Regions from separate parts of the Capsicum annuum genome. Here region 1 is linked to region 2. Evidence: chromatin contacts called from public Hi-C data. All regions are on one chromosome and are shown on one strand. The core of a region is the stretch at or near the end of the contact, and the rest is flanking DNA. Distances in the headings are between cores, read along the strand shown.

Region 1 (5,518 bases), core at 2,035-4,534, 170 kb after region 2:
TTACTTAAACCATTATATATTGATATGGAAAAATTAACTACATAAACTTATTAGATTAGTTATTACAAGTTATAACAAAACTTTTAAGTTTTCAAGCTATAGTAACTTTCATTTTAAAAAAATACATAAAAAAAGTTTTTTTGTTTTGTTGAGAATACAAAAAAGTAATTAATTAAAAAGGAAAATTAAGATTTAATACAATTAATATACAATTTACCTTCCTTCAATATAGTTAACCTTAATTACTGATATTTATCCACCCCAAATCCCTCTAATCATTGTTTTTCCTCCTATTTTAATGCTTGCATTAAGATTTTCCATCTTCATACACTATCTTTCTCTTTGTACACGATGAATTTGTGGCAGTAAATAAAAATCCTTAATTTTGGAGTCTGCAAACAAATTGTTGAGCATTATAATTTGAAAGAAAAGCAAAAATAAGTATTTCATTTGATATCAAATATGAATTCTGTTAATTTGTATTCAATCATGATACATCATGGAGGGAGATGAGATTCATTGGGTTAGTTAAATTTTCGTATGCAAATGGATATTATTTATTCAAAACGAATTTAAAGATTTTTTTTTTTTTGTGTTTCTTCAATTCTCTATTGAAGAGTTTCCACCATCATACACTTTCTTCTTTTTCCTACAAGATTATATTATTCTAGTAAACAAATTTCATAATTTCTTTTTGTTTTATACAACTTCTGAGATTTTTTTTGAAAGAAAAACAAACATAAGCTATTGTTGTGTTATAAAAATATGATTTTTGGTAATTTGCATTCAATCATGATACGTCATTGAGGGAGATGAGATTTGTAAGTATGTTAAATTATTTAGCAAATTTATATTTTACAATCAAACGTATTTAAAGAATTAAATATTTTTTTATGTGTTTCTTCAATTCTCTATTGTTAAAATATTGAATTTGGTATAATATGATGATGAAATACTCTTGAAAGATTAACTGTATTTGAAGTTGTGTATGTTTATGGGTTGCATGATAAAAGCAAGAATTAGTTGTTGAAATTTCTATAATGTGGTGATGAAAGTCTCTTGAAATGGTAACTTTAGATTCAATGTGCACATCAAAAGTTTGAGTATTAAAGTTCTTGCATACTGTATGTTTATATTCAATTGATTGAAAGTTCTTGCATAGTGTATGTTTAGATTCAATTGATTAAAGTTCTTGCATACTGTATGGGTTGCATGTATGTTTATGGGCTGCATGATATGATTAAAATTTAATGTTTTATGTTTTGTGTATTAAAGTTGATTGTGAATGTAGGTAAAAGCATCAAATAAATTGGATACAGTTGTGGAGAATTTCAATTGGATGAAATACCATGCTCTCATGCTATGGCTTTTATTACGTATAGAAACCAACATGGCAAAAACTATTTCTCACCTTACTATAGCAATAAAAATTTCAAAGATGCTTATGTCATACCAGTTGAACCTCTTCCTTGTGAAAGTGCATGAAAAACATCACATGAAGTGTTGGATGAAATTGTATTATCTCCGATCATGTTATGAAAGATGAAAAGCACCAAATAAAGGAAAGTGTAAACGATCAAAAATTACGTGTAGGAACTGTCATCAAGAGGGACACAATAAAAAAGACATGCCACAAACATGCATCTCTTGCTTAAGATGAAATCTGTGTTTCTTAATTTATTTTGATGTTAGAATGTTTCTTGTTTTAAATTATTTATGTTCAATAAATTCTGGTGTTAAAATTTGTCCTATTTTCAATATTTTACGTCCATGGATATTGATTTATCATATTTTTTAATGATCAAATTCTAAAGAGTTAATGTTATTTTTGTTCATTGATAATGACTGTATATTTTAATTGAAATTGTTGTATTATGTATAATGTTGACTAACTTGTAATAAAAGTGTTTCATTATGATTTATGTACATGTTGATGTTGCTTGTTTAATTGCGAATAATATAAAATGACATATATAAGCAGAAACAATAAAATATATATGCAAAGACAACTAAAAGTATTTTCTCAGGTACTGTATGCAATCCTAGATTATCTGTTTGGAATATAACCAAACTATCAATTTTTCTAAGAGAACACAAAATCAATTTTTTCATTATCCTTTTTTCAAACCAACGACATATATGAAATCATGTCACAATCTTTTCTTTCCACGAGTGAGGATGACAACCATAAACAACACCATTTGTTTTCAACTCCAATCAAGCATGTCACAACAACACAAAAATTTTTCTTGATCTATAACGTTTTCGTCCTTGCATATGCTTTACCCATGACTCAATCGAAAAGCAGAACAAACCTAAAATCTACAAACTAATGCCCACACATGGAAGCTTCAACAATTTTATCTTTCTTATCTAAAACAATAACATATAAAATATGTCAATATTGATGTTTAATAGAACGACAAAGGAGGAAAGAATGAGTTGAAAACTTTTACTAATAGTTGATAAGAATTTAAAAAATATTGTGTATGAATTCACCTAAACAAATACCGTAAAATGTGAAAGTCTGTATAATAAAGTTAAAATAAGAGAAAAAGAAGTTAAAAAAGATAAAGAGATAAAACTTCTATTGGTAATTAAATACAGTAAAATATGAAAGTGTGTATAATTAAGTTAATTATTCAAGTTAATAAAAAGTATAAAATCAGTTCTTAACTTTAAAAAATATATTTACCATATATAACTCTTTAAATAGTGAACAAACTTTGATATTTAATCATTAAAAAAAGAAAAATATTAATACCTTAACTTGCCATAATTATCCAAGCTCTTTAATTAAGAGTGATAAATGCATATTGCTAAATATAAGGAAATAATACAAATATTAAATATTATAAAATTGAGTTTCGAAAATTTAATTAAAATTTGTTTTTCTTAAAAGTTGCTATAGGTTGAAATATTTCTTAAGTCTAGTAATTAATTAAAAGTTTTGCTATAACTTGTAATTAACAATCTAAAACTTATATTTGGGGTAATTTTCTAAAGATAAAGCCTCATATAGAATTGATTATTTGTGGTACCAAACATAGGTGATGCAGCAAGGGCCGCTCTAATGGCACCTGAATACAAAGACGAGCATGTCACCCACTAACGTTCCATCTTCTCCCCAACCCTTTCTAGAATCTCTAAATCATAAAATTCCATCGGTAATGTAGGAAAACGAACTCAAATAGCAGTGTGAGCAAGACGTGCTTGTGATTAACAAATTTCAGCTTCCATTTTTTGACTAAAATAAAGCTACTGTAAACAAACCAAGTACCGTCATGAAATACATAAGGAAAGTTCTGCTCGTTCTTAAACTTAATTAAATGAATTCATATCCAAGATCCATCAGAGTCAGTTCTTGATTTCCACAGATCTTGAAGCTTCTTTTGGAATATTTGAGGACCCATTTTTCTACCCACAACCTTAATTATTAATGATTTTTGCAAATGAGAGTACAATTTTGCTTTATCCGCAACTGTTATAAGTATGAAACTATTTTCGGAGCTTATCAGAGTAATTTCATCGGACATTTTTGTGCCCTCCAATTGAGTATTAAGATGAGGGAAAGGATTATTTTGCATAAGTTTCTGTACATTGCTGGAATTTGCCGGAGTTGATTGAGCAGATCTGTTTTATGATTTTTTATTGTATTGTGAAATTACTTTTTCCCTATTCTTAGATTGCATTTGTTTTTGTTAAAGATGTTGTCTCTAGATCTGAAAATTGAAAGATTAAAACTGTTTGTTTTTCAACATTTGAATATGCAAAATTTATTTATTTATATATTTAATTCAAAATATAATTCAAATAAATAATTAAGTCTATATTATAAAAATATCTAATTAAATACAAAAAAATTATTATTTGATTGAAAAAAATGTACATTTATATTTGTTGGTGATAGTGAAGATGGTTTGTAATAGTGATGATGGTGGTGGTAATAATTGATGTTAGTGACTAGTAATTTTTTTGGTGATAGTTATGATTATAGAGATGGTTGGTATTGTAATGACTGTTGTGAAGATGGCGATTGGTAGTCGCGCTGGTGGTTATGATGTAAAGTTGCTTGATGTTAGTTGTTGTTGGTGTTGATTGTGATGGTTGAAAATGAATGCATGATGGTTGATGATGTGTTGGTGGTAGTTGGAGACGTTAGTTATGATGGTGGAGATGGTTGTTTAGATATAGATTATAGCAATGGTAGTGGTTGAAGTGATGGTAGAGGTGGCGACACCAATGACAATGATTGTGGTGGTGGTCGAAGAATGCGTGGAGGTTGATGATGTGTTAGTGATAGTTAGCGGTGGTGCTAGTTGTGATAGATGAGTTGATCAGTAGTACGGATTGGCCGGCAATGGTTGATGATGGTGGTGACGTTGAAAATTATGTTGTCGTTGGCGGTGAATATAATTACAATAATGAAGGTGGTAGGTGGTAGAGACTCATAATAGTGTTTGGTAGCAATATTGGTTTGTCAATGGTGGTTGTGATGGTGGAAGAAATTGGTGGTGGTGGGTCGTGGGTCGTGGGTTGTGGTGGTGGGTCGTGGTTGACAATGGTGGCAGTGGCAAAGGTGGTTAGTGGTGGTGATTGGCGTTTGTGGATAGAGTGGTGGTAAGTATTATCCAACACAAGAATACCTCTTAATAATATTAAGACTTAGTTCTAGATCTGATTAAGAGATATTTAGATCTATTAAGAGCTAAAATCTTAATAAAAAACAATTACACTTAATGGCTTGAAGTCTGAACCATTCAGATTCAGATGAAGTACAAACAAATAAGGCGTTAGTCGCAAACCTTCATGAAGAGAGAGGAAAAAACTATCAGATTATATCACCATCTCAAAAGCAATATGTTAATAATTTTATGCTCCAAACTTTCTGTATGCTAAGTCTTTCTTCCTTAATACTTCCATACGAGAATTTAACAGAAAATTATTCGATGAGCATAATTGATAAATAGAATAAGATTCTTTTTTATTTGAGGGACAGAGAATATTATCAAGGTATAAAGGCCTTGAATGAGAAGGTAAAGAAGTAGAGCCAGAATATGTCACAGCCAAGTTTTTACATCTCCGATTCTGAGATCATTGGAACATCAACATCTTCAAATTTGTATCGTACGTTAAGCACTGAAACTCTATTGCTTCATATGATTCTCTTTACTAATTATTCAGCCCATTTACGAACATATTTAACTGTTAATTTACAAACTTAACAAGTTAAATCAGGAAGCTTGTACCTCATAACAAATTTAATTGTGCCGATTTTCCGATAAATAGTAACGTGAGTGAAATGAAATAAATAAAGAGCAACAGAAGAAGAATTGAGAAAGTTTAGACCAAGTATTAATAGTGAGAAGTTGAAATCATAACGATAATGATATGATATGGTTTGTGAAGTATCCAACATTTGGTTCGTCAATTGTCTAATACGTTAGCTAGGTTAAATAACGATTCAATATAATTTGTGAGAAATTCAACATAATAACCAAGTTAAATTTAACATTAA
Region 2 (5,691 bases), core at 102-2,601:
TTACCAGGTAAAATCTTTGAAATTTGGGTTAAAATCAAGAATCGGAGTTGTTTTGAAGGATAAATTGATTAAAAACTGGTAATAATAAGATAAAAATATTATTCAAGTAAAAGGAGTGAAATTTGGGTCTAAGATCATGCCCTATGATTTTTGGGGTTTTGAGGAATTTACCAAGAAATTACTAAGAAAAAGGGGTAAATTCTTACCTTAAATCCGTAATAAAATCAAGAAATAGATGTTAATCTAGCTTCCCAAGATCCCACAAGCTTCACTTTTAAGCTCCCAAACTATTTAGGGTTCAACTCTCAAGAAGCAAGATGAAAAATGAGTAAAATGGACCCAAAAACTATTTATATAGCGCAGAAAATCTGCACTAAAAGGAACAAAAAGCTGCAGTTTTATTTTTAAAGTCCACTCCGGACTTCGACAGGGTGCTCGAAATTCATTCGAAATTCAATACATGCAAACGAACTATGCAAACATACTAAATTCGACTTTCCGAGCGTGATGGCGATATCCGATTTTCAAAAAAAAATCGTTTTCACAAAATTGACCCCCAAAATCCAAAATTATAATTTTTCAAATCGAGGATCGAAATGAGATTTAAAATCCGTAAAATCATACCAAACATGCTAACGCCCTAAAATTGACATTCGAATCAGTTGGCGAAGTCGAATTTTCCATCCGAGGTCGTTTCGATCAAATGTGTGTCCCACATTCATATTTCCAATTTTCCAACTTTCCGACCTATAGGTCGAAATGAGCTCGAGTGCACCGGGACTTAAACCAAAGGTTTACCTAGCCTAAAATCGATATTCCGGAGCTGCTGGCGTAGTCTGTTCGACCATCCGTCGTACGGATCAAAAGATATCCATATAAGTCCAAAATAAGGCTCTCAAAGCCATCAAAAGCCACAATATTGCATAAATAATACCAAAATACATCGAAAGCCACAATATTGCATATATATCCTATTTTGTAAGACTAAAATCCAAACAATTCCCCTTTCAAGCTTAAGATGAATCCCAAGTAAATGGCTAATAATTACGTCGTCTAAAGGATTTTCTCTAATTAATTAAGTTACGATTGATTTTAAATTTTTCCCTTAAAACTAATTTTGATTAGAAAGATTTTAAACGCTAATCATGGTAGCTGCTACAAGTCTTTTAATGAGATCAAAGCTTTTAAAATAACTTGTAGAGTTTCTATAAATTTTAGTACCACATAACTTGCAAAGGTTATGGATCCCCACAAGACTCAGAAATTGAGAAAGAAATATTATTTTAGGTCATGGCCCAGCAGTTGATTGCAAAAACTGATAAAAATGATCAATGCATTTTCATAAGGGCCAAAATATTTTTCAAACAGTTTAAACGGTCTCAAATCCAAATAAATCTCATAGAGTGTTGAGCTCTTGGATCATGACCCAAAAAGACAAAGTGAAGATTTTGAACCCTTAGAGAAAGTGTGGTGTGAGGTTTAAGGGATAGATAGTTTTGAGATAAAATGAAGGATTATTTATCCCATGTTTGGTGAGAGGGGTTAGTTAGTACCGAAATTACTTTTCCCATCATTTATAGTGATGGGATAAATTATGTTATATATATGATGAGATAGCTAATTTCAAAATTAATTATCTGAGGATGACTCTTTTCCAACCAAGTGACCCCTTAGACACTTGTGAAATGGCTTATGAATTCCCATATCCATTTAGCTGTAAAATGAGTGGACTCATGACGAGTTTAAGAAGTTGGACTATACATCTAGTCCAAAGTCTCAACTTCGTGATATCTTCAAATTCTATTAAATATTAATTAGTTTGCCTTATTGCAAGTTGATTCACTAGTTGAATTAATGGCGTAATAATTCTTAAAAGAGATATTTAAGTTTAGCCATAAAATATTTAATTTACCGGTCAATTGTGCCTATAAAATTTTTCAAGATGTCTAACCTCTTCCTCGAAATATCACCAAAACCTTAATCTTTTCTTTGGCTTTTCAAAAGGTTTTCCTAAAGTACCTTTAAAATTTGATTTTCTAATTTCTTAAAAGTTATGTGGTGACTTTATTTTTTAATAAATAGCCAAGTTATTGGAAGGTTTTTAATCGAGTTTAAAAGTTGATCTTAACAAATACTACAGTGACAAGAAGTATACTTTCATGGTAAATACACTATTACTTGGGAAGATATTTAGAAGAAGAGTTTATTTAAAGATATACATATTATACAACATTCTTAGATCTTCAGATATGTTGAGCACAATCTAATTAGCCAAAAATTTTAATGGGGAAAGGACACCCACCAGCCATTTTGAAAACAAATGGTCAGCATTTGGTAATTTTCCACATTGTGGCCAGTTGGCCAAAATAATACCCCGTAATAGTCATTGGACTATTTTGGCCTTTTCCTGCATATACAGTTTTTATACCAAATTGATACAACGTTTATACCATATTTATCCACTTTTTCAAAAGACGGAACCTGTACATGCATATACAATCCCTATACCAAATTGATACAACGTTATACCAAATTGATACAAAGTTTAATGTCATTTAATAGCCTTTGGGCTACTTTGGCACTTTCCTATATACAGTTTTTATACCAAATTGATACAATGTTATACCAAATTGATACACTTTATCAAAAGTGACGGAACCTATGCATGCATACACAATCCTATACTAAATTGATACAATGGTTCTACCACATTGATATACTTTTTCAAAAGAGAGGGAACTCACACATACATATACAGTCCCTACATCGAATTCATACAACATTTATACTATTTTGATACATTTTTTTGTCAAAAGAAATATAGTAGTGAAATAAAAAATAGAAAAGTTGATTTCATTGTTTATAAGAAAATGGACAACATTTTTTTAAAATGAAACAATAAGAAAAATTTTAAAAAATAGAGAAGGAGACGAAGCCTACATTGAAATGGCTAAAAGTAGAAATTACTTTAGTGGCTAATTATAGGTAATTAGTTTTTGGTGGCTATTATGGTAGAATTATTTTAGAATGAAGTGCTATTTTTGTCATTTCCTCATTTTTAATTTCATGGTTATTTGGATTTCTACTTTCCCTAGTTAGATTATAACTGATGCTACCAGGGGCGGAGCTACAATACCCTATGGGGGTTCGGGCAAACCTAGTAGCTTTTACGTAGACCCTATATTTATACTTCTTTAGCCCACCCTACGGGGGTTCGGGCAAACCCAGTATCTTTTACGTAGATCCTATATTTATAATTTTTTTGCCCACAGACGTGGGTTTGAACCCCAATAGCAGCATGTGTTTTTTTTCCTTGACTTTTTATGCTTTTTTACTTAATTTAGAACCCACAGACTTCAAATCATGGCTCTGCCTCTGATGCTACCATGCATCTTTAACTCGTTTAATCATTTATAGAAAATTTCATAATGGGCTATAGCTTATGTCTATGTTATGTAGCTTAGTGATAGTTTTTTTTTTGGTGTAAAACATAGTCATTCTATTAGAAATTAGTGGGGGTGGGGGTTTGGTGCTCCTTCTAGATGAAGGAGCCAAAATATTATTGTTCAGGGTCACATCCCGACATTGTGGGCAAAAAGAGATATCAGTCATGGTCATGTTTTGACCTGAGTTTGATCGATTAACTATACGAGAAAAAGTCTTTCCAGAATAATCATACAAAACATAATTAAGTACAAATGGTGGGGGAGTTACTATGGTGGCCGGTTGCATAGGAAAAGGTATGATCGTGCCCTCCTTCGCCAAACGATCAACCACAACATTTTGTTCCCTATATATCTGCATTGGAGGTACTGCTTCCATCTCTGTCAGCAACGTCTTGCATTCACACATGATATCATGGTAAAGATGATAGTTGTTAGTGAGGATTTTGATGGCCACCATTGAATCTACCTCTATATATAAGGATCGGAAGCTATTATCTCTAGCTAGACGGAGTCCATATCTGATGGCTAATAATTTAGCCATCGTGGTAGTTCTGTGAGGGATGTGTTAGTAGTAGCCTAGTATCCACTCACTATTACTCCCACGAAAGACCCCACCTATTCTACCAAGGCCAGGGTTATTGCTAGCAGAGTCATCTGTGTTAAGCATGATGAAATTAGTAGTAGGGGGTTTCTATTTAACCTGGATGGTTAGATTTTGCGAGCTTAGGCTTGAATTAGACTTGGCTAGGAGTTGATACTCTGTGGCATTAGCAATAGCATTATCAAATCTAGCTAAATTATGATGATTATTGAACAGGTTGTCATTTCTAGTCAGCCATAATTCCCTTAAGCAATGGGGGAGAAGAGATCCCCAGGTTATCCAAATGTTAAAAGGCTTTCCTTTACATGATTCCCACTAGGTATACCAGTTGGTATCATCTATATTAATAATAAGGAAGGAAGGTTGGTACTGGCCTTTTTGGATCAACTTAGCCCAAAACTGTGTAGCATTGCAACATTGGAAGAAAATATGGTTAATTTTTTCCCTATTGTGATTGCAAAAGTGGCATTGGGGAGGTATATTGATACCTATATAGTTGAGAAAACTTCCAGTTGGGAGCCTGTTATGCATGAAGAGCCAGAGGAAAGTCCTACTTTTATTAGAAGCATCAGCTTTTTATACAAGGGAAAAGTTCTTCCCCTTGGTGTCGATGATGTTTAGGTTCCTAAGGTGTGTATACATGCTCCCAGTGGTGAAGATACCAATGGAATTGCAGTTCCAAACCACTTTGTCTTCCTTATTCCTGTTTAGGGTGGTTAAGGGACTGAGGATAGCATATTTGATGGTCTTAGGGATCTCAAAAGAGATTTTAGTGAAATCCCACTCTCCATTGGTTAGGATATCCTTTACCATGATATTGGTATCTATCTTGTTCATGGGACCATGGATAATGGTTCTAAGGCTGCCTAGGTTGGGGATCCAAGTATCTTGGAGAAAGTTTACCCTACCACCCTTACCCACCCTTCATCTTATCCCTAAGCAGTAGTTAGCCCAGTCCTTTTGATGTTTTTCCAAGTTCTGGAGTTGTACTAGTTGGTACTCGGCTATCTGAGGGGCTTATAGTATTTGGTTAGAAGAACCTGGCCCCACAAGATTGTAGGGTGGTGGAATAGCCTCCTGGCAAGGCTAGCATGCAGTGCCCTGTTCCTGAGCTCAGTCTTGTGGAGGCCAGTTCTCCATGCCTTTTTCAGAAGTTAGAACATCCCCAATTTAGAAAGTGAAGATTCTTTTTCTCAGGGATTCTACCCCAGACAAAGTCTCTCTGAATTTTATTGCATATCTCAGTGACTTTGTTGGGGATTTTAATATACTGCATGATGCAGGTGGGCATGGCACTGAGGATAAATTTGGTTAAAATAATTTTACCAGCCATATTCAAGAGCTTAGTTTTCCAGCCAGCAAGCTTAGTGTGTATATTATCAATGATAAACTGAAAGTCACTATTTCTGTGTTTTTTGAAGAGTATTGGAAGCCCAAGATATCTACCAAAAGTGGTGTTTGGCTGAATTTAGAGGATCTGGGAACATTGGTTAGCCAGAGAAGAGGAACAATTTTTAGAATAAATGACTTTGGTTTTGAGATAATTGAGAGTCTTTCCTGAAAGTTGGATGAAGGTGCCCAAAATTGATACTATGGTCTGGTAGTTGGTAGGAGTAGCTCTTGCCAGAAGAGTGAGGTCATCTA

What was found. Hi-C and Micro-C count contacts between places; a contact is called where the count stands out from the background.
Region 1: a contact with region 2 is called in a Hi-C map of leaf, with 2.8 times the contacts expected there. The contact joins two enhancer-like sites. A contact is called at or near these places in 2 of 5 Hi-C or Micro-C datasets (leaf and placenta).

Annotation. Positions count from the first base shown.
Region 1 is chr3:114,622,072-114,627,589 of UCD10Xv1.1, forward strand. No RefSeq gene overlaps it. Among protein-coding and RNA genes, the nearest start is that of LOC107863560, 11 kb to the right of the region's middle. Within about 2 kb of position 3,285, at least 5 of the 5 cell types and tissues checked have an H3K27ac peak or open chromatin away from gene starts, as enhancers often do. A contact at or near this core is called in leaf, where this site is marked.
Region 2 is chr3:114,450,365-114,456,055 of UCD10Xv1.1, forward strand. No RefSeq gene overlaps it. Among protein-coding and RNA genes, the nearest start is that of LOC107863564, 29 kb to the right of the region's middle. Within about 2 kb of position 1,352, at least 4 of the 5 cell types and tissues checked have an H3K27ac peak or open chromatin away from gene starts, as enhancers often do. A contact at or near this core is called in leaf, where this site is marked.